Regions from separate parts of the Podarcis muralis genome. Here region 1 is linked to region 2. The links are chromatin contacts, called in public Hi-C maps. All regions are on one chromosome and are shown on one strand. The core of a region is the stretch at or near the end of the contact, and the rest is flanking DNA. Distances in the headings are between cores, read along the strand shown. Region 1 holds the start of C2H5orf47 (chromosome 2 C5orf47 homolog). Region 2 holds the start of BOD1 (biorientation of chromosomes in cell division 1).

What was found. A called contact is a pair of places that touch in the nucleus more often than the background predicts.
Region 1: a contact with region 2 is called in a Hi-C map of tail, with 5 times the contacts expected there. The contact joins the promoter of C2H5orf47 here to the promoter of BOD1 in region 2. A contact is called at or near these places in 3 of 3 Hi-C or Micro-C datasets (blood, tail and an unstated tissue).

Annotation. Positions count from the first base shown.
Region 1 is chr2:52,077,102-52,082,076 of rPodMur119.hap1.1, reverse strand. It overlaps C2H5orf47 (chromosome 2 C5orf47 homolog), which reads right to left and starts at 1,857. Exons shown (of 6, transcript XR_013391902.1): 1 at 492-1,857.
Region 2 is chr2:51,874,709-51,879,642 of rPodMur119.hap1.1, reverse strand. It overlaps BOD1 (biorientation of chromosomes in cell division 1), which reads left to right and starts at 2,811. Exons shown (of 4, transcript XM_028717790.2): 1 at 2,811-3,230; 2 at 4,756-4,880. The coding sequence starts at 2,826.

The DNA.
Region 1 (4,975 bases), core at 608-3,107, 200 kb before region 2:
GGTTCGAATCCCTGTGACGGGGTGAGCTCCCGTTGCTCGGTCCCAGCTCCTGCCAACCTAGCAGTTCGAAAGCACGTCAAAGTGCAAGTAGATAAATAGGTACCGCTCCGGAGGGAAGGTAAACGGCGTTTCCGTGCGCTGCTCTGGTTCGCCAGAAGCGGCTTAGTCATGCTGGCCACATGACCCGGAAGCTGTACGCCGGCTCCCTCGCCAATAAAGCGAGATGAGCGCCGCAACCGCAGAGTCGGTCACGACTGGACCTAATGGTCAGGGGTCCCTTTACCTTTACTAGGTATCTAAAGCCATTTGCCCATAACAAAATATGTATTTTATCAAAGCAATTGTTGAACTGAAATATAATTAAGACGTATATTAATAGTGAAATTAGGGGGAGGGGCAAGAGAGTGGGGCTGTAAACTATAGCTTGTTTAGCTTATACGTAAATCCGGCACTGATTGCCAATCCTCGCCATTAACACCACGAGACGATACCGGCGAGGACACGCGGCCTCCTGCCCTGCGCTCTGCTCGTACCCGCTTCTTCCTGGCCGTCGGAGCCTGTGGAGTTGACAGCCGCCGCCTTGCTGCTCCGCCCTTCGCGTGGCGACGCCGGTGGCTTGACCCCAAGCAGCCTCTCGGCTCTGGGCCTCTTCGCCTCGCCTCCTTCCTCCCAGCCTGTCCCGACCCCCTTCGTTCTCGCCTCGCCAGGGGCTTTCAGCCCCAAGCAGGGGCTCCCTCGTTCCCCGGAGGGAGGACCGGCTGCACCCCGAGAGCCTCTTCTGCCCGAGAGCGCGGCAGCGGGAGACGCGCCCGAGAGGCTGGAGGCCTCCGGGTCCCTCAGGTGGCCGCCGCCGCCGCCATAACGAATCACGTTGCCGCAGCGGTGGCTGCCGAAACTGTTCACATAAACCACCCGCCGCGACCTGCCCCTTCCTAGGCCAGAGCTGGCCTTCATCCCGAGGGAAGCGGAGCCTCGGATAAGGGGCTTTCTCCTGTCAGGAATACAAAGGGGGAGGAGTTGTGGGGTGAGCCAATGAGGAGCAGCGGGGCGCCGGCACTGTCCCCTCAGAGAATCCTGGGCCCTTTGGTTTGTGCAGGGTTGTTGGGAAGAGTAACTATGTGAAGGGAAAACTACATTGCCCAGAATTCTTTGAGGGTGGGGGAATGTGTCTGGAATGGAGGGGGGGTGTTTCCTGAAAACTGCACAGCCTTAAGCGTTGGGGTCGAGGAGCACAAAATGAGAACACACATATTCATATTAAAGACAGCTTTTCCCAAGCTGGCCTCCAAAGATTTTTGGACTACAACTCCCATCATGCCTTGCCACTGGGCCGGCTAGCTGGCAGGGATGGTTGGCTGTTGGGAGCCCATTGTCATCTGGCTGTGCTAAGAATATTCCTGGGTGACTCATACTGCAGCAGCAGCAGTGAGTAAGCAACTTGTTTCCATGGAGGGGATTGAACGTCAAAATATTCCAGCTTCTTGCAGTGAAGAAAGCGTGTATTTATATTTAGCTCATCATCATCTGACAGCCAGGGTGTCAAGAAGAAGCTATCTGAGCGAGCAACATGGAGGCTCTGCACCAAGTCCATTAGAGTAGAAGCATCCAGACTGCAGTAAATGTGTTTCTCTTTTGCTTTTCTTACCAGTCCCATATGGTAAGCACAATTTGCAAACGACAGCATAAGAATCACCTTAGCACCTCTGTAGGTGCTCAGGGGGCTAAGATTTATTACAGGAAAGAGGAGACAGGTTGGCACTGGGAATCAGGGCTGCCTTCGGGTATCTTCTAAAATTCAGATTTCTTTGACATCTGGAAATGAAAATGACAAAAGTTTATTTCCTTGACATCTGATGGGAGGGCGTTCAACAGGGCAGGCTCCACCACCGAGAAGGTAGGTCCTCTGCCTGGTTCCCTGTAACCTCACATTTCACAGTGAGGGAACCACCAGAAGGCCCTCGGAGCTGGGCCTCAGTAATGGACCTGTAATGGCTGCTGCAGAAGCAGGAGGGGCCTGACACAAATAGGATCTCATTCTCCAGAGATTACATAATTCACCAAACCCACATGTCAGACAGGGGCTTCACATACACTGCTTCAAACAAACTTTCTATATAGAACATCCCACTATTTAAAAAAAAACCCACATCTTCCTTGCAGAAGCATAACTGCAGTCTTCTCATTCACGCCCACTCTACCAACTAACAGGGTTGCACTGCCATGTTAGTTTCCCTACTCTAATGAAGCTGCTGCCTGTGAGCTTTAGAATCAGCCAGGGTACTGAGACCATATGATTTGTGAAGGGCCCAGAACTGCAGAGGGTTATATGCAGCTCTCTATAACTGTCTAGTTTGCCCTTCAAGCACATGATGATTGAGGATTACCAGGAATGGAATGATCATTGCACTGAGCCACAGAGGAATCACAACATGACTATTAAATTGCCACAAAAGACTGGTGGGAGGAGGCCGGTTAATAATCACACGGAAAACATTCTTGCTTGAGCACATTGCAGTTTGCTGTCTTCTACAAATTGTGTGCTTGTAATGCACAAGTCATCAGACATCTCCTTAATACTCACTATGCAAGAAATAAAATGAAATACTATGCAGTATTTCATCTGGATTTTGTGTCAGTCTTGCACTGGCTACAGAAAGGTACTCCGAGAAAGACAGTAAAAAAGGAGCAAGGTGGGGAAATGTGCCAGCAGTTGGGTAAAAGGTAGCGTTTTACAGCAGTGAATTCAGCTAAGCAATTTTGACTATTTGTAAAGCCATATTTATTGCTTTTCACATGGAGCATTTCACGAGGTGATAATGGGCTCTATCACAACATTTCCTGGAACTAGGGGTATGTCTTATTTATTTAACTGTTTTTAAAATTACAGCATCTGCATATATTTGTGTGAGGTTTTCTTCAGGTTAAAGACCTCCTTTAAATACAGTGGAGTTTTCACTATAACAAATGCAACTCCATTAAAGGATGCAAACTGTTGTTCAGAGACAAACCATAAGATGGCAGGCTTAGCTATCAAAACACATATACACAAAGATAGAGGAGAGAGAGAGAGAGAGAGAGAGAGAGAGAGAGAGAGAGAGAGAGAGAGAGAGAGAGTCTGGTGAGACAGTGGGGATTATTGTAACAAGCCCATCCCTTAGGTATTCCAGAACAGTAGTGTATTTTTATGTTGCAGGTAAAATGTCATGCTGGCATAAGCACAACTTGCAGACACAAAGCAAAATGGTTTGCCATGAGTGATAGATAATTTGCTTCCCCACAGAGCAAGGAAGGCCTATCACAATCTCAAGATACTTATTCAACAAAAATGAGAGCCCATAAAAAGAAAATAATGACCAATGAATGAATGAGAATAAAATTACTTCTCAGTATTTTTAAGTATGTTCAAAACAGCCATTCCAAGGAAAATGTATGTGATACAAAACAGGTAGGACGTGCAAACTGGCCTGCACATTAACAAAATGAAAATTCAGCTCAAGTGAGAGAAGAAACCAGTTGCCCATATTTTCTCTTATGCAATACAAACTTAGCACTCCGGTGAGAAGACGCCAGTGAGTCTGATTACAGGATGTTATTTTATTAACTATTATACTGAATGAATGGAAAAGGTACCACAATCCTAGAAACTATAGTCCTGGTTGACTTCTGCATTCCAAGTGCTCTTGCCTCCAGTAACTGGCCACTGAATCAAATTTCACATTAGTCACACCCTTTTAGCCCCCTCAGAGGAAAATAAAGTTACCTAATATTTTACATTTTACAAGACTGATACTGCTTGGCCACTACAGTGCTTAATGCCAAGCATACGGTATGCACTAAGAACTGTGCTGACAACAGCATCCTGGAGGGTTCAGAGTGTACGTTAGGTAGGCAAAATGTGTGGGACAAGAAACAAATCAGCTGGAAAATGAGCATTGGCCTGGGTGTGGGGTCAAGTCAGCAGTAGACTTTGTAAAGCCTTTCTTAAAGAGCTTGGAAATGATTTACAGAGAGATTGTGCCTTGACAATTAATGGCAGAAAGAAGGTTTCTGTCAAGCTGCACCCTACAACTGGAACCAATAGAATGAGAAAAGGGGGTGGTATCAGATGAGTTAGTGTAGAATGTGAAAAGCACTGCAAATGTTAGCATCTGCTTGCAGAACAAAGAAATGCTTTAAAACGGGTGGCCAACTCCCAAGAGACTGCGATCTACTCACCGAGTTAAAAACTAGCAGTGATCTACCCCCTTTTTGGGGGTTCAGGTCAAAGTTGTTGTTGAGTTTTTTCCGGTAAAATGTTGAGCTTTTTTTAGGGGAGCCACAGTTGTTCAGCTTCTTTGGGAGGAGCCAATGATCTACCAGTGATCTACCTGGATCTACCTGTTGGACATGCCTGCTTTAAAACAAGGATGGGGAACCTGCGTGACACTTCAGATATTTCCATCAGTCCCATCCCCTCCCTCAGCCAGCACAGCCAATGATCAGGGATGATGGGCCAATTTCCCCATCCCTGCTTTAGAATAAAGACTAAAGCTTAAGGTTGATGCAGACTGTGGCAAGAAGCCAGTGCAGGTTTTCAAGGAGACGAGTGATGCATTCATAGCAATGGGAGGGAACAATGAAATGTGTGTTTTAGTTTATGTGCTGTGCCCAAAGCAACTCACAGCAAACACCAGCTTGCTACCAAAAGATGCAAGTACTGTTATTTAGGTACCAAACAGTATGGAAATACTATCACTTGCAAATTTACTGATTAATTTGCAAGCCCTCAAGTGATGCTATTGTCCTGTGAGATTCTCCTAAGAATCCAACAGCCTTGGAACACTTGCCTTGTCTGCTTTGATAGAATTCTGGCAACATCCAGTATTTAATAAGCATGCAGGAGCCAAGTTGTGATTTCAGCCTGCATAACCTCCATGGAACTTTTATATTCCCTTAGTGAAGGTTATTGGGTTGTTGTTTTTAAGCATGGCTCAAA
Region 2 (4,934 bases), core at 1,562-4,061:
AGCAAAAGCAGGTGAATTTTACTACAGTATTTTTCAACCTGTTCTCAAAGCTAATTCAGAGCAAGCCTGCTCTCCACACCCCCACCTTATTTAACAACTGTGAAGCTGCAGTGCCCTCTTGTGGCCAATTTACATATCACACTTAGGGCTCATCAGCACAGCTTTTTAAGCACAGCTTATGCGTCTGAGTGCTTCTTCTTCTTCTTCTTCTTCTTCTTCTTCTTCCCCAGCTTTCCACGGGAAAACCTGCTCTTTAATGCTGAATGAGAACAAACAGAAATCCAGGTTTTTCATGGATTACCATTTGCTCCGACTGGGTTTATGCAGGAAAGCGCTGGAGGGGAAAAATACTCAGACAAAGCGTTTTAAAGTGCAGACCTCTACTTAGAAACATGGCACAAGTCTGGATGATCCCTAAGTGACAACTGCAGATATGGCAGACATGTTAATTTAGTTCTCCTCCAAGGAGATCAGAGGATTAGCCCATTTTAACCTCACCTTAACCCTGTGAGATGATTCAGGCTGAGAGAGGAAGGGTGACCCAATGGCATCCATGGCTGCAACTCCCAGTTAAAGGTAAAGGTACCCCTGCCCGTACGGGCCAGTCTTGACAGACTCTAGGGTTGTGCGCTCATCTCACTCTAGAGGCCGGGAGCCGGCGCTGTCCGCAGACACTTCCGGGTCACGTGGCCAGCATAACAAAGCTGCTCTGGTGAGCCAGAGCTGCACACGGAAACGTCGTTTACCTTCCTGCTAGTAAGCGGTCCCTATTTATCTACTTGCACCCGAGGGTGCTTTCGAACTGCTAGGTTGGCAGGCGCTGGGACCGAGCAACGGGAGCACACCCCGCCGCGGGGATTCGAACCGCCGACCTTTCGATCAGCAAGTCCTAGGCGCTGAGGTTTTACCCACAGCGCCACCCGCGTCCCATTTACATTTACTCCCAGTTAGTCTGCATTTTATAGTGAAGCAGCCTGATTCAGGTAGCACAGTGGTCAGGGGTGGAAAGATGCAGGCAGCAACTCATGTCTGAATGGTGTGGCAAGACTTTTAAAGAGTTGGTTCTAGTGGAGTGGAATTGAGGCTGAGTTTCAGGCAGCATAATGTAATGAGCAATATCATCACACAGAAGCATTTAGGCTTTGCTTTGGGTATATTAAAAATTATTTGGATGTAGATTAAATGACTCTGAATGTTTAAGGTTGAGTTTAGGCATTAGGAAAATGGTTTTTAATTGGGAGAGGGGAGTTAGGAACATTTATGATATATACCCCACCTTTCTGTGAAATAACTTAGCTTGGTGTACATGGTGCCCTCTCCCACACTTTTATCCTTGCAAAAAAAAACACACACCCTGTGAAGTAGGTTAAACTGATAGATAGTTACTGGCCCATAATTGGTCACTGAGCATAATAGCAGACTAAAAACTTGGACCCCTATTTCTTAGGTCTTAGTCCAACACTCCAACTACTACACCACTCTGGCCCAGCCTGCTGGTTCACACACGCTACAATTGCTGAGACAAGCTATTGCAGAGTAAATGAATATAGCAGGTAGAGGAGAGCCTTCAACAAGTGTTAAATGAGGGGCTCAGGTAGTCTTACTTTCCTACAAAAAATGGGGGTTACATGTATCCCTGTTTCCATCTGAAATGTTGGAGAACACTTTAAGTCAGCTCCAAGCCCAGGCGGGGCTCCCATTTCAGTTCCCCACAATGCCCCGGAACACCTGACGCAGTGTCATTCTGGGACATCATTGGAAATGATTAGGACGCTTGATGTTGGACTAAGTTTCATTCTGACTCACCAAGTCTCAGAACTGGAAATGTTTTGAATTGCAGAGCTCAGCTTTGGTACGTGCATGCCAGTAACAAGATACTGCCTCAAAATGTATATGGAGCGCATTTGCCTCACCACTGACCATCCACAATCCCCCACCAAACATCTGACCTCTCCACCAGGTGTCTAGACTAGAGACAGGGCCCCTGGTGCAACAGGAAGTTCCACAGGGCTTACTTCTGAGCAAGCATGTTTATGATTGTAGGGTTGCATACCCTAACAGCACATATGCAACGTTTGTGGGCATATGCGTGGATGAGAGTGCTAGGGACAAAGATGTACTGTACACACACGAATACCCCCAACTCAAGGGATTTATCTTTCAGAGGGATGCCAAGTGAAAAAGAGGTTCCCCCACCTTGAACAGTTGTTCAGAATGGAGCATTTCAGTAACCCACACTAACGGAAGTGTAACAAGGCATCCCCAAAATGGGTACTGTGATGTAGGGTTGCCATTATTTTGAAGAGCAAAAAAGAGGACACATTTGCCGACTTCTACTTTTAACTATGGATCGCTATGTCGACTCTCATTTTACATCCCCATGAGAAAGAGGACGTGTCCTGGAAAAAAAGAGGGCATATGGCAACCCTATGAGCAAGGGACTGACAACCAGAAAATCCTCCTGCTAAACGAGCAGTGCGGGCACATGAGGCCGGGGGTCGAGGAGGGAGTGCACAGCCCCGTCTTTTCTGGCCGCCCCAGGACTTGGGGGGTCGCTCCCGTCGCTCTGCAACAATTACAGCATTCAGGGCTGCTTTCCTTATCCCCGTTGCCCTTCCCATAGCTCATCTAGAACCCCACCCGGACTTGAATATTGGCGGAGCGCGATGACTCCGCGCCAACCAATCCACAAATTCTGCAGGCTTTTGCAGCTGGGGCAGCTGTCAGCGCGTCCCAACGGAGCCTGCCAGATGGCTATCGCGATAAAAGCCTCCTGGGAGTCTGCGTCCTCCTAGCCCCGAGAAAGGAGGCCTCTGATTCCCGGCATGCAGCGGGAAGGCATGACGCAAATGCTCCGCGACGGCAACGTCACCAACAGCTGCCGCGGCGCGATCAGTAGAGGGTGCCGCGGCGGCGGCGGCGGCGTTGCCACCATCGCCCCTGCAGCAGCAGCAGCACCTGGCGGGAGCGAGGGCGGCGGCGGCGGCGCTGCTGTTCCGGCGGCCCGTCGGGCGGCGCTGCGAGGGCCGGGCGGGGGGATGGCGGAGCCGGGCGGGGCGTCCTCCGGCACGGGCGGAGGCGGCGGGAGCTCGTCGGGGCCTGGAGCGACGGACCCGGCCTCGCTGCCCCCTGGCGACGCGCAGCTCATCGCCCTCATCGTGGGGCAGCTCAAGAGCCGCGGCCTCTTCGACGCCTTCCGCAGGGACTGCCTGGCCGACGTCGACACCAAGGTAAGCGCCCCTCCCCGTAGCAGCCCCGCGGAGGGTCTCTCTGCAGGATCGTAAGGGGAGGCCTCGGCTAAGGATTGCCAGGATTACAGGGACTTTTCTTTTTATTCCCTTATCCTCTCTTCTCCCTAGTCCCCCCCCCCCCCAGCCCCGTTATGGAGGCACTCGCCCCAGCCAACGGGGTCAGCTGTCAGGGATGGCGAGAGTTGCAGTCGCCCGGCTTCCCTGCCTCTTCGGCTGGGGGAAGCCGACACACGAGTTCGCAGGAAAACCATCTCATAGCCTGCACTGTATCCCCTCTGATCCAAACTCCCTGAGGTGGGGGAGCTTTGCTGGCTCTTGTGGTGTGGTCTATTCTGGGAAAGGTATACACAACCCCAGACAAAACATTTATTTTCCTTTGGTGGTCACATGGCTTGCACTCTTGTTTTTGTGTTTTGTGCAAGTCGGAGTACAAGATACACCCATGTTAACATTCTTATGGGGTCACAGAGGTTTTGGAGCATCTTTGTAGCTTGTCTTTGGCTTATAACTTCCTGTATATGTTTCCTGGGGGGGGGGGTGCTTTATTGTTATCATTAGGCAACTCTCAAAAAGAGTAAAATAAACCAAAATAAATACATTCCAGTCCATGTTACCACTGAAAGGACTATAACTTAGTGGTAGAACTAGAGCATCTGATTTGCAGGCAGAAGGTTTAATCCCTGGCATTTCCAGGTAGGGTTGGGAATGGTTCCTCTCTGAAATGCTGGAGAGCCGTTGCCAATCCGTGTGGACAATACTGAGCTAGGTAGACCACTAGTCTCAACTTGGCATAAGGCAGCCTTCTTTGAACATTGAGCAGACAAGCATCATATAGTGGTGTCCACATCAACAACATGGTTTTATTCCTTTGTGTTTTGGAAGTTAACCCCACTACATTCAGTGGCCTACGTGTAAATAGGCATAAATGATAGTCTGTCTAAGCCTTATAAAGGAGTAGGAGGAGGGTATGTTGGTCCTGTAATCCATCAAGATTTTCTGGGGGATGCAGGTACATAGATATTGGCTGAATCTCATTGAACTGGGTATTTAGGTGTGTAACCCACAACAACTGAATTTTACCATGGCCTCGCAGACACTTGATTGGAGTCTAGCTGGAATTTTATTCCAGGATTTGAATGACAGAGCTAGTTGATTATGGAAAAATCAGTTTAGGATATTCCAACTAAACATTAGGATGGACTTTCTATCTGTAAGAACTGTTTAACAGTTGAATGGACCAACTCAGGAGGTGTTGGAATCTTCTTCAACTCCAGCTGTAGTATACTTATTCTGCGGTGTGTGTGCTCATGTAATTTTTCATGGCTACATTCATAATTTGGTTTTTCATAGGTAAAAACAAACCTGCTAAAGGCAAATGACGCCAATCCTGTTGAAATTTAATTGTAGGGTAAATAAACAAGTGTGTTTCAGTGTGGTGTCAGTGGTCTGTGTGGATTTTGAAAGAAACACTTCAGGATTATATTAATTGAGCTATTTTGTTTAGCCAGCCTACCAGAATTTGAGACAGAAAGTGGACAACTTTGTGTCTACCCACCTGGATAAGCAGGAATGGAACCCAGCAATGAACAAAAACCAGTTGCGGAATGGCTTGAGGCAGAGCGTTATTCAGTAAGTAAAAGCTGCTAAAATATGTGACAATAATGAATTGTTTTTTAACTCATG